3 separate regions of the Mus musculus genome follow, and regions 1 and 2 are each linked to region 3. A link is a contact called in public HiCAR-type and HiChIP or PLAC-seq data. All regions are on one chromosome and are shown on one strand. Each heading gives the region's core, a stretch centred on a gene start, on an enhancer-like site or on the middle of the called end of the contact. The rest is flanking DNA. Distances are from core to core; before and after follow the strand shown.

Region 1 (4,774 bases), core at 1,408-3,907, 660 kb after region 3:
CACTATGCTTTAAGTTAAGACATTTTCTAAAGGCGATTAGTAATGGTACCAACTGCAATGGCTCCATAGTAAGGAATGGAGACCTTTGCAAACATACACAGATCATTAGAACAACTTTCCTTCAGCTACGCAGAGAATAAGAGCATCCTTCTGACCTCTGCCATAGCTAAAGGCAGATATAAACATAAGCAAAGTTTGTCAGCTGGGATAGAACAGCAGGGCCACTGTTAATTAGCATGTTATTAAAGTTTTGGGAAACTATACATTCCTAGTGAAGTTCATCTACTAAGATACACTGGATGCAAATGATCACAACCTGTAAGCATGAATGTGTAACCTAAGGACAGTATTGCTTAGAGGAAAAGATTATGAGCAAATAATATCTTTGTTTTTACTTACATCTTCACTACTAGTAAAGGTAATATTTTACCTTATATGGGAAAAAGAAAATTATCAAAATTTGAATATATAGGGATCTTGGGAGAAGTCTCAGATGGTAAAGTAGTTGACACATAACCATAAGGACCTGGCATGGGATACAAAAACCCAAGGGAACAAAGAGGATGTGGCAGTGCATTTAAGTAATCCCAGAGCTGGGTGTGGCACTGCATCTAAGTAATCCCAGAGCTGGGTGTGGCAGTGCATTTAAGTAATCCCAGAGCTGGGTGTGGCACTGCATTTAAGTAGTCCCAGAGCTGGGTGTGGCACTGCATCTATGTAATCCCAGTGCTGGTGAGGAGATGATGGGCCAATCCTTAGACCTCTCTGACCAGCCAATCCAGCTGAGTCTGTAAACTCCAAGTTCAATGAAATATTACTCTTAAAAATTAACAAGTGCCAAAATTGTGAAGTCAAAGGAGAAGGAATCAGTAGTAGCATTTTATTTCGCTTTTAAAATGGGATTTCACCCAGCATCCACAATATGTAGTTCACAAGTCCCTGTAACTCTAGTACCAAGGATATCTGAAATTTCTGCAGGTACCTGCATTCAAATGTACACACATATACACACAATTAGAATAAAATGAACATATTTTAAAATAAACATATGAAAGAAGCCAGTTGGTAAAGAACTGGAAACCCTTCAAACCTGGACTCTATGCAAGAACAGGACAGGATGTACAAACATGGGGTAAGCAGGTGCTATAGAGATGGCTTTAGCTTCCTGAACCTTTGGTCCAGTGCTTTCAGCATTTGCATTCACCCAGCTTCCTAGTAAGCTGTCTCGATTTCTATCTATTATTATCTATTCAATGAGTACGGTCCAAATTCTGAAATGTGCTTATAGAAACAGAGTACAACCTTAAAAAGGTAGGCACAAAATCTCCCTTCCTTAAACAAAGGATGCAGTCTATGACTATTTCCTCAGTCTCCCGCACTTGGGAACTGTGAACAGGCTCCAGCAGAGAAGGGAGGTGTAGGAAACCTCTCCCCTTCTGACTGTTTTGTCTGCAGCTTCAGTGGCTAGGACTGGGGGTGTGTATAGAACCTCTCCTCTGTACTACAGGGTATGAAATGAATTTGTTGGGGCAAAAAAACTGCATACAGCAGCAATGGTTGCCAATTCCAGACTTAAGATTGGCAAGCAGTTGCCACTGAGGATCTACATTAAGTCTGTGAGAAGCACACATTTTGCTTGAAATTTTATGCTCTGGCTGTAAAGATGTCAATGTTCTTATAGAACTGTTCACTGATCACAGTTGAAGACAAGGAAAGATGGCAAAATCCAAGTGATTACCCAAATCTGTTGAGTTCTCAAAGCACTACCATAACCCTGGTATTTCCCACATCACTGGCATTTGTTCCTGCTCAATCTTCCTTCCAGTTTCTCAGACACCTGCCAGCAGCTCCAACGTTAGCTGCCACTGCACGTCCAACCCTGCCGCCCATAGCGTCCTCCTGCTCACTGTCCTAGTTAGCTTGGTCCACTGCTTTTTACCACTGCGGTTTACTTCTGCTTTTACTCTAACTGCACTCAGCTCCTCCCTGTCCATTTGCTGTAAGCAATGCTACTTTCCAAGGTATGGAAATAATTCCCTGGGTTACAAAGATGCTCCTAAAGCATGAGGGCAGAGGAAAGCACCATCCATTTCAATTTTTAACCTGAATGGTGACTCAATACACCAAAGGCCTGAGACATTCATAAAAGGAGATCTCATCTCTGAAGTTAACAGGTTACCAGTACAGTAAAATAGTTAGTCCATTAGTGTACACTGCAGTACTCCCAATGAGACGGACCTAATTCTACAGTGGTAAAACATAGCACCGGAAATGCTCATAGCAGGGAACTTAGTTCTAGACCAGAGACAGTACAGGCTGTTGCCTGAAACCTCTGCGAGGGAAAGGCAAGCATAGGCTAGTGTTTCCGGTGCTTCTGAGGCCATGCTCAGACAGGCCCAATGAACCAAGGCTCACATGACAGAGAGAAGGACATTCTAATCTTTTGGGAGCCAAGAAGACCCAAGGATTTCCCAGAGGCATTGATGAAAAGACAAAAGGAACAAAAGTTTTGTATCCTTAACTAGGGACAGATGTGGCAAGGTCTGTTCTGGAGCGAGGGCCAGGGCCTCAAAGTTTTGGTTCCTGGGAAGCTGGCTTTCCCCCCCGTGAAGGGCTATGGTTTAAAGTCCTAAGGCAGCTCTGTCTAAAGTATGTTGCATTCTCTTGCCAACAATGACTTAGCTCTCTGCTGATCTTGGCTCATTTCCCTACTGCAAACAACATAGAAGATTGTGTATTTCTTAATAAGCTTGCTTGTGAGAAGCCATGAGTTATGAGTTACCAGCTTTCCTCAGCCCCAGTCCTCCCCTCAGGAACTTGTCATACAAGAAGGACTTGTTGGCTGGTCCAGGGCACTAACCCATCTGAGAGCAGAAGGAACTGAGCCTTGGTATGGCCACCTTACATTAAAGAATAGGGAGTTTCTAATGAAATAGACTGGCAGAAAATCAAAAGGCAGCCTGAAAGATCACCTAAGACTTCCTTCTGAAGATAGACACACACTTACATGTTGTTGATGCAGCTGTGCTAGGTGTGTTCACAACTGTGTCCATGCGGCTGCTTGTACGCCATTCTATGTTAAGACAGAATGGAGTAAAACAGAATCTGACCTTGAGTTCCCTCAAATAACTGATAAAACCTTTGGGTGCTCTGATTCTTTTTAAATAATTTTTTGTTTATGCTATTGTTATTTTTATTTTTAATCCTTTTCTTTTTGGCATGCCTAATTTAACAATGTGTATGTGTATATTGTGTGGATTCTACTTACTGGGAGACATACTAGTAGGCCTAGTAAGTACATATTTATTACCTTAAATACTATTATTTCCTTAAAATGTATTGAAATGGTATTTAGGACTCTATTAAATGTTTCAAAAACCGTTAAAATGCAACTTGTTTATAGACAATAACATTCAAAGGAGGCATTAAAGCATTGTTAAACTAACAAATTGTACACTAGATACATGGGCTTCGTTAATGATTTTCTTCTAAAAAAGGTTCTGGAAGAAATAATCTGTTTTTTAATCAAAGGTAAGAGGAAAATTACATAAAATGCTTTATGTTAGCCTGGAGATGCTCAGTGGGTAATGTACTTATCATCCAAGGATGACAACTTGACTCTGGATCTTCAGGACCCAAATAAGTACACAGTAGCATCTGCAGTCCTCACTCTTCCAGAGACTGGAGTCAGGAACAGGAGGATCCCTCCCAGCCATTGGCAGGCTAGACTAGCAAGTGCAGCTTTGAATAACAAGAGTCCCACTTCAAAAATGGTAGAAGGCTAGGAACAATGCCCTAGAGCGTCCTCTGACCACACTAACAGCACATACTCACATGGGCATACATGTATGTGTCCAAACGCACCTACATACTCACATGTGCATGCATATACATGCACAAACACACCCAATCACATGTGCATGCATGTATGTGCACAAACACACCCACATACTCACATGTATGTGCACAAAAACAGCCACACATGTACATATTTACCTCTAAGTACTATACACTTAAATCATCTTATTAGACTAATTATAATACATTTCTTCTTCAGGACTTTCTTAATACTTAAGTATTACATATATTTAAAAAATCTACGATGCATGTTAAATGATGAATGGATATGTCTATAAAAGTTTTAAATTTGGGGCTCATAATGAAAATTAAAGTAGATAAAACTCCAATAAATAGTAAAATTCTAAATCTATGTTTTCACTCAATAAAAATAGCTATGTTATTAAGTTTGAAATATTAATATATCTTATGCTCGCACTTACACATTCATAGAATCAAATGTTTGAAGTAAGAAGAATCTGAAGTATTATAATGATATATAGTATTCCACATGTAGCTGGACCCTAAATTACAAAAATAGGATTAAAAACTAAACATATAATGTCTTCAACTGCACATGCATAAAGATAACTGAGTACTTCTAAAAGTCTAGAAAGATATAACAAATGGTTAAATGACTGCCCCTAGGGAGACAGGTATACTTTTATACCATAAAGCTCTTATTATCTAAAAAGCTAGGTATTTATTTACCACTTGTATAGTTTCTTAAAATAGAAATCAAAATTTGAATGTCTAACCAAAATATATCATATAGAGAGTTCATATGGCCATCCAGTCTCAAACTCCTGTCAAAGCTATGAGGATGATATTAAACCGGGATTAGATGATGTAAATTTCAACACAGAACTCTTTCAAGATGGAGCAGGTTATGCTCCCTTGTCCTTGTCACAGTCTCCTGAAACAACGCTTTACTAAG
Region 2 (4,816 bases), core at 1,613-4,112, 610 kb after region 3:
GGGGGGGGGGGAAGGGTGGGGGGGAAGGGGCGGAAATCTCCAGCAAAGACTAGGCAAAAGTTATAAAACACAAATAAAGCATCAAACATAAAATAAAGAATGGCTGAACTGGTTTTCACCGGAATTAAAAATGTTTCCTTTACAAAAGCCTCTATTAGTATTAGAACAAGCAGGGTGGAGAGATGACTCAGCAGCACAGACTGCTCTTCCAGAAAGTTTGGTTCCCAGAACATACATGGCAGCCCCAACCATCTGTAACTCCAGTGCCATGGAACCCAAAGCCTTGTCTGACCTCTGCAGGCTCTTGTATGCAGGTCGCACAAACACATATATATAACATTTTTTAAAGATTAGGATATAAGCTGTGGGTATAACTCATGCCAATGTACATGAGGTCCTAGGTTCAATCCCTATTACCTCAATAAATAAATAAAGAAGTACTGGCATATAGAGTATATATAAAGGACTCTCAAGATTTGGAAAAAAAAATCTAACTAAAGCATTGACAAAAATATAGAGAGAAATATTTTTACCAAAAGGGATATATAGGCCACAAATAAACACATAAAAGCTGTCAACATTATCAGCCAATAGGAAATCAAAATAAGATCAGAATTAGGCATCATTATAAGCCAGCCAGAGAAGCTAAAATAGAAACTACTGATGATACCAAGACAGAAACAAACTGCATCATTCTTGCTGGTGTAAATGCAAGTTCATATAGGCATTCTAGAAAAATTTGGAATTTTCTGAACAAAAACTGTATAACTATAATATGCATATATTACATATAATGCATATAATAACTAAGCAAATAATGTCCAATACTATGCATTAAACCCAGAAAAATTTCACTGCAGATAAAAACCTATATGAAACATTGTCTCCTTTTGTGATGCTTGTGTTTTAAGCCCCAGACTTAAGAACCACCATGTAATCCTATATCACAAGTGCCCCACTTAGCTTCTTTCTAACCATCGACAGTAGTTCCTATTAAGTAAGGTCCCTGAACTACATCGAGTTTATTTCTGCACATAGTATGAGGTGAGATACAGATCTATTGGTTTACATGTGGATATCCATTGGTTCCAGGACTCCACACTGAAAAGACTGTTTTTAATTGGGTCATTGTACTATCAAAATGAATTGACCCCATATGAATGGATTTATTTCTGGACTGTTAATTCTATTGATCTCAATGTTTGTTTGTATAGACAAATCATACAATCTTAAATTACTGTAGCTTTGTAACTAGTCTTGTTTTCATGGGGGGGTGGATTTTATCTTTTTATTTTTTTGACTTAGGGTCAAATGCACCCCAAGCTAGCCTTAAATTCACTATGTAGCCATGGTCTTGAACTCTTAGTCCTCCACACAAGTGGACGAGGGGTGGGTGGGGACAGGAACAGGAGGCATCAAGTTCAGGGAGGCGAGATAGAGAGTGTATACTACAAGAGACTACTGTAATTGGTTATCTCAGGGACAAGCTAGAAACCTAGTGTAATGGAAACTCCCAGGTACCTCTAGCTAAGACTCCTAGCAATAGGGGATATGGAGCCCGAATAGGAATTTGGACACCAACCCAGCCACAAAACCTTCAAGCTACAATTTGGTAAGATGTGCTGGGGTAAAGGTGATGCAGAAATTGTGAAAGTGGCCAACAATGACTGGTCTAGCTTGAGACCCATGCCATGAGAGGGTGTTCAACCCTGACATTGCTAGGACCCAGAGGTCAGATAGCCCAACTGTTATCAAGGAGGCTTTATCCAGCAAAGATGGAAGCAGATGCAGAGATTTATAGCCAAACATTAGGCAGAGCTCAAAGAATCCTGTGGGAGAGGGAGAAGAAGGATTGTAGACACCAGAGACATCAAGGACACCACAGGAAATCTCACAGAATCAACCAACCTGGGCTGTTATGGGTTGAGACTGAACTGACAACCAAGAAACCTGCATGAGTCTGACCTAGGCTTTCTGCATATTTATTACAGTTGTATAGCTTGGTCTTCCTGTGGGATTCCTAACAGTGGGAACAAGGGCCTTTGAGACACTTTCCTCCTACTGGGAAGGTGCATCCTCTTATTGCAACTCGGTATGCCATGTCTGGTTGATCTCCATGGGAGGCCTGCCCTTTCCTGAAGAGAATAGCAGGAAGAATAGATGGGGTGTGGAAGTGTGGAGGAGGAACTGGGAGGACAGGAAGGAGGGGAAACCGCAATCTGGATATAATATCTGAGAGAAGAATAAAATAATAATTAATAATAATAATAGAATCAAAAAGAAAGAAAGAAAAAATACCAAGCAGTTGCCTTAAACAATGAATGCCATAGGAATAACACGGTCACTAAAGGAATCTTAAACTGCTACATATCTAATATTTTACTGTTTTTTACTTTACTAAAAAACAAGGAGAACACAATATAAACAATATAAACCTTAAAAAGTAAATATCAATTTTAATTGTTTTACTTTTCATTCATCCTTAATCTCAAACACCAGAATTACTGATGAAGCAAGGTGAGGATTTGGTCGAACATAAGAGTCTATTTATAAGTTAATGCTCAGAAAACTTTTCCCCAAGGTTAGGCCTTAGGATTCAACGGATACTTTATAAGTAAAACTTGAATCTTCACCAAAATGAAGAAGTTATAGGTTTAAATGCAACCCCAGAGGCAATGTGAAATTAGCTGGATGTGTAACTGGGAGTTGAGAACTGCCGTGGCTATAAATAGATACTGAAGTGCTCTTTGAGCATTTAATACAGGCCTTGGAGAATGATCAGCAGAGAGAGAGAGAGAGAAAGAACATAGTCTAGTATCACCCTAGTTGTCCCAGGAGATGCTGAAAGAACTGCTCAGACCTAAAAAAAGCCAAATCAGTGAAAAAGCACAGGGAACTAGCCTGGGCCCAGCCAACAGTTACTTAGGCAACACTTGAAGAGAAGTGGTGAATTTGGAGTGATTAATAGAGCCTTCTGCGGAAGCCCGGAAAGGGTGAGGCTGTGCTTAGACTAAAACAACAACAATCTGGGCTTTATCTAAAAAATATTAAGTGAGTTTAGCCTATAGAGGAGTTGAATGTCAAGATGTGAACAAAAATAACCTCGGAGCCACAGTCTAGTGGGGTTTATTTTTCACCCTGATGTTCTTAACCTGGAATCTAGTTCTGACTCTATCATTAAGTTAAGAGGGAAAAATCATACACCCCTCCAAGTTTGTTTCCCTCTGTAAAGGAACTGATGCTTCTAGGTGATTTAAATATATACTCTATAGCTCTTCAGTACCACAGACTGCAACTGTTAAAGGACTGGCCAAGAGTAGATGTCAAAGAGTAGGACTGTAGTTTCTGAACACCAGAAAGGTGTGTTTTTGTGGTTCAGGGATAGCAGTCTTCCTGCATACAAAGTACAACTTAGAGGAGTGTTACCCAGTGTGCCAACAGAAAGGAGAGCCAAAGTTCTAAGGCAACAGTCATAGGCTCCATCCCCAATCCTTCTGCTATAGCAACTGGAAAGCACAGACATAGAGGGAATGGCAAAGAGTCAAAAAAAGAAGGAAAGTATAAATACTTACCACATGGATTACAGAAAGATAGATCCCTGACTCAAGAGAATCGCAGTGACCAGGAGTTGACAGCAATGTTTTTTGGGTTTTTTTTTAGAGAGGCCCTCCCTCCCACAAGCCTGAACCTTGCCAAGTCTACCAGGTCTGACGAGCAAGCCCCAAGGATGTACACACCTTTGCCTCCCCAGTGTACCACCATATCCTACACTTTAACATGAGAGGCAGTTATCAAAACAGGTTCAAATAATTCTAAGGCAAATGAGCAATCTCCCCAAACCCAGCAAGAGATCTTCTTACTGAAACCCTATCTAGAAAAGCTAAGGATGTGATCTCAATGGGAGTCAGATAAATGGTTAAATCATCAGGTAGGACTTAAGTAGTTGTGGTGGGTTGAATGAGAATGGCTCCCATGGGCTTAAATGTTTGAATGCTTAGTCATCAAAGAATGATAATGTTTGGGAAAGCTTATGAGTTGTGGCCTTGGAGGATTTATGTCCTTGGGGTTGGCCTTTGAAGTTTCAAAAGCCTAAGCCAGGGCCCTCTCCCCCACTCCACCCTGTTGCCTGAGGATCAGGAATTTAAAGTTCTCAGCTACTGCTCCAGAGCCATGCTTCCCACCAAAATAATGGATTAAAGCTCTGAAACTGAATGCAAGTTCCAATTAAATGCTTTCCTTTATGAGGGTTTCCTTGGTCATAGTGTCTTCACAGCAATAGAACAGTGACCAAGACACTAGTATTTTTTTTTTTACAGTGATATAAAAGAAACAGCAATTCAGTAGAAAACATACTTAAAATTTTTATCTTTTCTCAGGCTAGAAATATGTGGTACAATTAGATTCTTGTGGTACTAAACAGCTCCCAGTCAGCAACGTCATTTTATGAGAATAAACAGCTGATAATCCACAAAGTACTACAATGCAAAACTATGACATTCAGTAGGGTAAGTATATTAAACACATTTTCTCCTTATGGTCTGTTCGATCTACGATACTTTTATCCAGAAGCATCCAGAAACAGAACACCTGAATTCAATTCAAAGCAATCTAAAATTATGAGAAAAGCTTGCAGATATAGAAAGGCTGGTACACTAGGTGGGAGTGAACAGATATAAGCAGGCTCACATAATCTGGAGGTATCCTAATTCAGAAATCAATGAAGGGTCACGACTTGACTGCTAGCTGGAATTAGCTCTATATTTTACTACATAGGACAGAAGATACTGGTTGCCTGCCACTAACAACATCACTGGGT
Region 3 (4,367 bases), core at 133-2,632:
AATGGGCAACGCTTCAGGGTTCTTCTGCCTTCTTAGATCCTGTTCCCATTCAAACAGTAGTCTCCCTCTGGCTTAGGAGGGTGAATCTTGCTGGAGAAAGAGACTGGGCTTATGTTAAGTGAACTGGAGGATTTGGCTGCATGGTCACAGACCTTGTTGAATCCATCCCACATACAGGTTCTGAATGCTTGGTGGGAATCTAGGGCCCCTTCTCTACCCAAGATAATTCAAGGTTACCCTCTCATTCTCTCTCTCTCTCTCTCTCTCTCTCTCTCTCTCTCTCTCTTTCTCTCTCTCTAATCTCCCAAGTCTGGGAGATATACTGCACGTGAGTATGTATTTGTGTGCGTGTGCACGAGCACGCATACCTCAAAGTAGAAAACATCCCAGAGACATTGGGAGGTGACCCGTTGGGGCACTGGTGCAGAGAGCCCCTTCTTCTTGTTCAGTAGGCCTGGTCTGGGGGGCAGGAAGCAGATCTCATTGCCTTTCAGTGAATCAGAAATTGAGGTGGTGAAGGTGTGAAGGCTGAAGCAGCAAGTAAGGTTGCCATAGCTATAGGACTTTGCAGCCTGTAGGTTGGTACCCTCTGGCTGAGGCCAGGAGGACCACCCTGAAGAGAGAGGGCCTCTCAAAGACCCAGGAAACCCAGCCCCCCACAGCTCCCCAGAATAAGCTTTAAGCATTCAAATTTTATACATGTGAGTATCTGGTTTCTTTAGCAGGTGAGCCACAGCTCTATAAAATAATGAGCCAGATTAGTTAGACAAGAACTCCTAGGTCCTCTGTAGGCCAGGGCTGAGGAAAGGAGAAGGCTGGCTGGATTCAGTCTGGAATCCCATGTTTTGCCTAGAAATGGTCTGTGGCCTAGCTAGATTCCTTAGCGTGGTTACCATAGCCCTGGCCTGTGACTATTCAGTCTGTGGCATCTGCTTGCCCTGGGAGAACTGTCTTCCGGAGGAGTCCTGGGTCCTGGAGGATGCTGCCTTGGTCCTGACAGGTGTGAGACAGAGCTGTCCCTCTATTATCCCCTCTTGGAGGATAAACCATAGCCACATGCCCAGCCCATCTTTGAAACTCACTAGCCCGAAGTATGATCTTAGGCAAGCTGGTGTTTTCCCAGAGTCTCCAGCAGTCACACCTTTCCAAGGTCATTTTAGCTCACTTTTTGCTTGTTGGGAGAGGAAGAAGGCCACCAGATGGCACCATAATCTTGATACACTCTTCATCCCATTCTTTGTGGGGGAGGGGAGGGCTCAGCCTCAAACTGCAGCCCCGGGGCTTTCCAGAACATTTCCTAGCTGCTCTGACCTCAGATGCTTTGGAGTAGCTGGCCATGACAGCCACTCATCTGTTTACTTGAGGAAACAAAGCGAGGCCAGCAGTCTGACGAGCTGCTGGAATCTACTAAGGGCTCAGCTTCCGAAGTGTTTGCAGAGCACGGCTACACAAAGCTACTTGGTGTCACCAGAGTGAGCCAAGGGCTTGCTGGCCAGAGGGACCTTTTCGGGGCCCTCCCAAGTCTGGGTGGTGGTCCCACACATAGGCAGAAAAGCCTGTAGATTGTAGTGGGCCCTGTGTGCTTCCTTTCCTCGTGTGAAAAGAATCAATGGCTTAACCGAGCTTACAGCTTTCTTGAGCTGAGAGCTGCCCGAGGTTGGGAGATAAGATGTAAGATCAGGCTGTGGAACACCAGAGGATGATGCCTGAGGTCCAAGTCTGTCTTTGAGGGAAAGGTTCTGTCAGAAGCAGAAGGTGTGTCTCCCTCCACTGGGCAGTAGGAGCCAGGTTCCTGCTTGGGCTGCCTGAGGAAGGGCTCCAGTCATGGATAGGGGAGACAGAGGCTAGAGCTATCCATGCTGCTGGAACTGCTCTGGTTGAAGCATTTGGGCACCACCCACCCCATCAGGTGTACAACTATCAGTGGTAGGCCTTTGCTTGCAGGATTCGAATCAAGTTTAGCCAAGTGGGATTTTGGCCTTGAGCAGAGTAGAAGTGCAAATCCGGGACTCTGGCCCTGCTGTGATGGCTTTCTTCTTTAGATCAAACTGTTCCCACTCTTACAGCATTTTGCCTGCCTTTAGGAGGGGACTATCTGCCCTTTGTTGGGTGGATCAATCGAGGAGTGCCCTTTCTTCTTCCAAAATAAAACGGCATCCCTCTCAGCAGAATTCTTTAATCCAAGGATTGGTGTGGATGTGAAGGGTCTCGGAATCAGAAAAACAGGGCCTGTGATATTTATTGTTCACATCGTTATTGTTCTGTTAAAGCTGGTGGGGGTGTGGCCTATGACCCGGTTTCTATTCCCCGGGCTCAGTGGGGTGGGGCTTCTGACAGGACTGGGATCATGTTTTCTGTCTTTTCCAAACCTTGGCCTCCACAATAGTCAATCAGATTTCTGAGTGGGGTAGCTCATTCACAGAGAAGAATCGAAGGAAGTTTTGATTGCCTCATTGTTGCAGCCAGAGTCCAGCTTCTGTACTGAAAAGACTGGGGACTAGCTCAGTGGTTCTCAATTGCCGCCCCCGCTCCAACCCCTGGGGCATTTGGCAGTGCTTGCAGACAATTTTGCTCATCACAACTAGGGAAAGACATCCTACTGGTAGGTAGACACCAGAGAGGCTGCGAAATAGTCTACAATGCACAGGGCAGCCCCTGAAGACAAGGGATTATTTGGTAATAGTGCCAGGATTGAAAACCCCAGTAATTCAGTGCACCTGGGAAAGCAGGCTGGGAGTTTGGTGTGAGCTCTTTCTTACCGAGGCAGTGCTGTTGTGGATGGATGCACTGTCTCTGCAGTTCCTGGAGTCTTGTGATGAGGTCATTCTGTTAGAAGATGGAGAGATCTGTGAAAAGGGCACCCACAAGGAGTTGATGGAAGAGAGGGGGCGCTATGCAAAGCTTATCCACAACCTCCGGGGACTGCAATTCAAGGTAAACTGCACACCTGCCTGGTGAGTGGGATTAAGAGTCCCGCCTCATGGCTTTCTGCCTGGGACAGGTCTGTTGGCTCACTTTCAGAAGTCATTTCATTTTATCTCCAGGATCCAGAGCACATTTACAATGTAGCCATGGTGGAGACCCTGAAGGAGAGCCCAGCTCAGAGGGATGAAGACGCTGGTACAGTCAGATGACAGTCCCCTCTCTCTCACTGCCCCTGGATCCTGAGTGGACACAGACCTTTCCATTTACTTATTATACAATTTCTCATCCTAGTCTTGGCTTCAGGAGATGAGAAGGACGAAGGAAAAGAACCTGAAACAGAAGAATTTGTGGACACAAACGGTATTTACCATCTTTTCCCTTGGCTGTGTACCTGGGAGTACATGCTAGGCATCCCCTGTCTGCATAGAGGAGGAGTGGTAAAACAGCGGTTATCGCTTTGGGAAGCGAGGACGGTGGTGTGTTGTAGAGTGTGCTCACACAGGGTAATGCCAACTGTCAACTTGACCAGGTTATGAAGACCCTTGAAGGTCTAAACCCTCTACTGGGTTCTTTCTGAGAACATTCCCAGATACAGTTGCCAACAAGGAAAACCCACTCTAAATGAGGGCAGCATCCTCTCCTGAGTTGGGACCCAGATGAAATAAAAGTGGGGAAAGAGAACCTTTAATGCATTCATCCTTTCTTTTTGTTTTGGGGTCACTGTGAGCAAGAAATTGTCCCCTCTTTTGATTAATTAATATTATCATACAATCACATCATTCCCAAATTCTGTTTCCTTCCTCTAAAACCTCCTGTGCACCCCACACTTGTTCTCTTTCATGACCTCTTTTGCTTTACTTGCTGTTGTTGTGTATATTCTGTGTATGTATTGTTAAATATAAAAATGCAATCTGTTCGATCCATACAGTGTTACTTGTATGCATGTTTTCAGGCTGACCATTTGGTTTTGAATAGCTCATCGGTGTGCCCTTCCCTGGGGAAGACGATTTCTGCTGCTCTCAGCAGTCCTTAGTTGCCTGTGGTCCTTTGTGTAAGGTTGAGGCCTCATGAACTTTCCCTTTCCACGACAGCAGGTCCGTTGGTGTCATCAATGTCCAGGTCATAAAACTGGGCACTCTTAACCTTAGTCTCTTAATCTACAGAGGAGGGAAATGATAGAATTAACTTCAGGGAAATGATAGAATTAACTTCAGGGAAATGATAGAATTAACTTCAGAGAGCCCTGCAGAGGTGAAGTGAGAAACTGTCCGTGAGGTTGCCAGCAGAGCGCCTGAAACATAATGACTTTTGGAAGTCAGGTCTAGATCATTTCCTCGTGCCACTCTGCTCTTCTCCTTCCCAAGAGGTCAAAGCAGCACGTGGAAGTGATGCAGAGGCAAGAGAAAGCCGGAGAACCCCTACTCTTCACAGGGGGCATTGAG

Evidence for each region. HiCAR-type assays count read pairs that join an accessible place to other places. HiChIP or PLAC-seq counts read pairs in DNA pulled down with a chosen protein or histone mark.
Region 1: a HiCAR-type map of fibro-adipogenic progenitors shows a contact between it and region 3, with 7 times the contacts expected there. The contact joins two enhancer-like sites. A contact is called at or near these places in 1 of 484 Hi-C or Micro-C datasets (nephron progenitors) and 4 of 115 datasets of contacts at active chromatin or transcription factors (the NIH/3T3 cell line, SST interneurons, astrocytes and 1 more).
Region 2: an H3K27ac HiChIP or PLAC-seq map of stem cell-derived neural progenitor cells shows a contact between it and region 3, with 10 times the contacts expected there. The contact joins two enhancer-like sites. A contact is called at or near these places in 4 of 115 datasets of contacts at active chromatin or transcription factors (astrocytes, fibro-adipogenic progenitors, neural progenitor cells and 1 more) and 1 of 9 other capture datasets (embryonic stem cells).

What each region holds. Positions count from the first base shown.
Region 1 is chr8:85,869,739-85,874,512 of GRCm38.p6, reverse strand. The region is part of intron 2 of Phkb (phosphorylase kinase beta); the gene reads right to left. Among named protein-coding and RNA genes, the nearest start is that of Phkb, 31 kb to the right of the region's middle. Within about 2 kb of position 2,657, at least 58 of the 459 cell types and tissues checked have an H3K27ac peak or open chromatin away from gene starts, as enhancers often do. A contact at or near this core is called in fibro-adipogenic progenitors, where this site is marked.
Region 2 is chr8:85,924,392-85,929,207 of GRCm38.p6, reverse strand. All of the region lies in intron 8 of Phkb (phosphorylase kinase beta), which reads right to left. Among named protein-coding and RNA genes, the nearest start is that of Phkb, 86 kb to the right of the region's middle. Within about 2 kb of position 2,862, at least 43 of the 459 cell types and tissues checked have an H3K27ac peak or open chromatin away from gene starts, as enhancers often do. A contact at or near this core is called in fibro-adipogenic progenitors, neural progenitor cells and stem cell-derived neural progenitor cells, where this site is marked.
Region 3 is chr8:86,533,441-86,537,807 of GRCm38.p6, reverse strand. Abcc12 (ATP-binding cassette, sub-family C (CFTR/MRP), member 12) reads left to right here. Exons shown (of 29, transcript NM_172912.4): 14 at 2,800-2,934; 15 at 3,045-3,120; 16 at 3,217-3,285. Among named protein-coding and RNA genes, the nearest start is that of Abcc12, 31 kb to the left of the region's middle. Within about 2 kb of position 1,382, at least 88 of the 459 cell types and tissues checked have an H3K27ac peak or open chromatin away from gene starts, as enhancers often do. A contact at or near this core is called in fibro-adipogenic progenitors, neural progenitor cells and stem cell-derived neural progenitor cells, where this site is marked.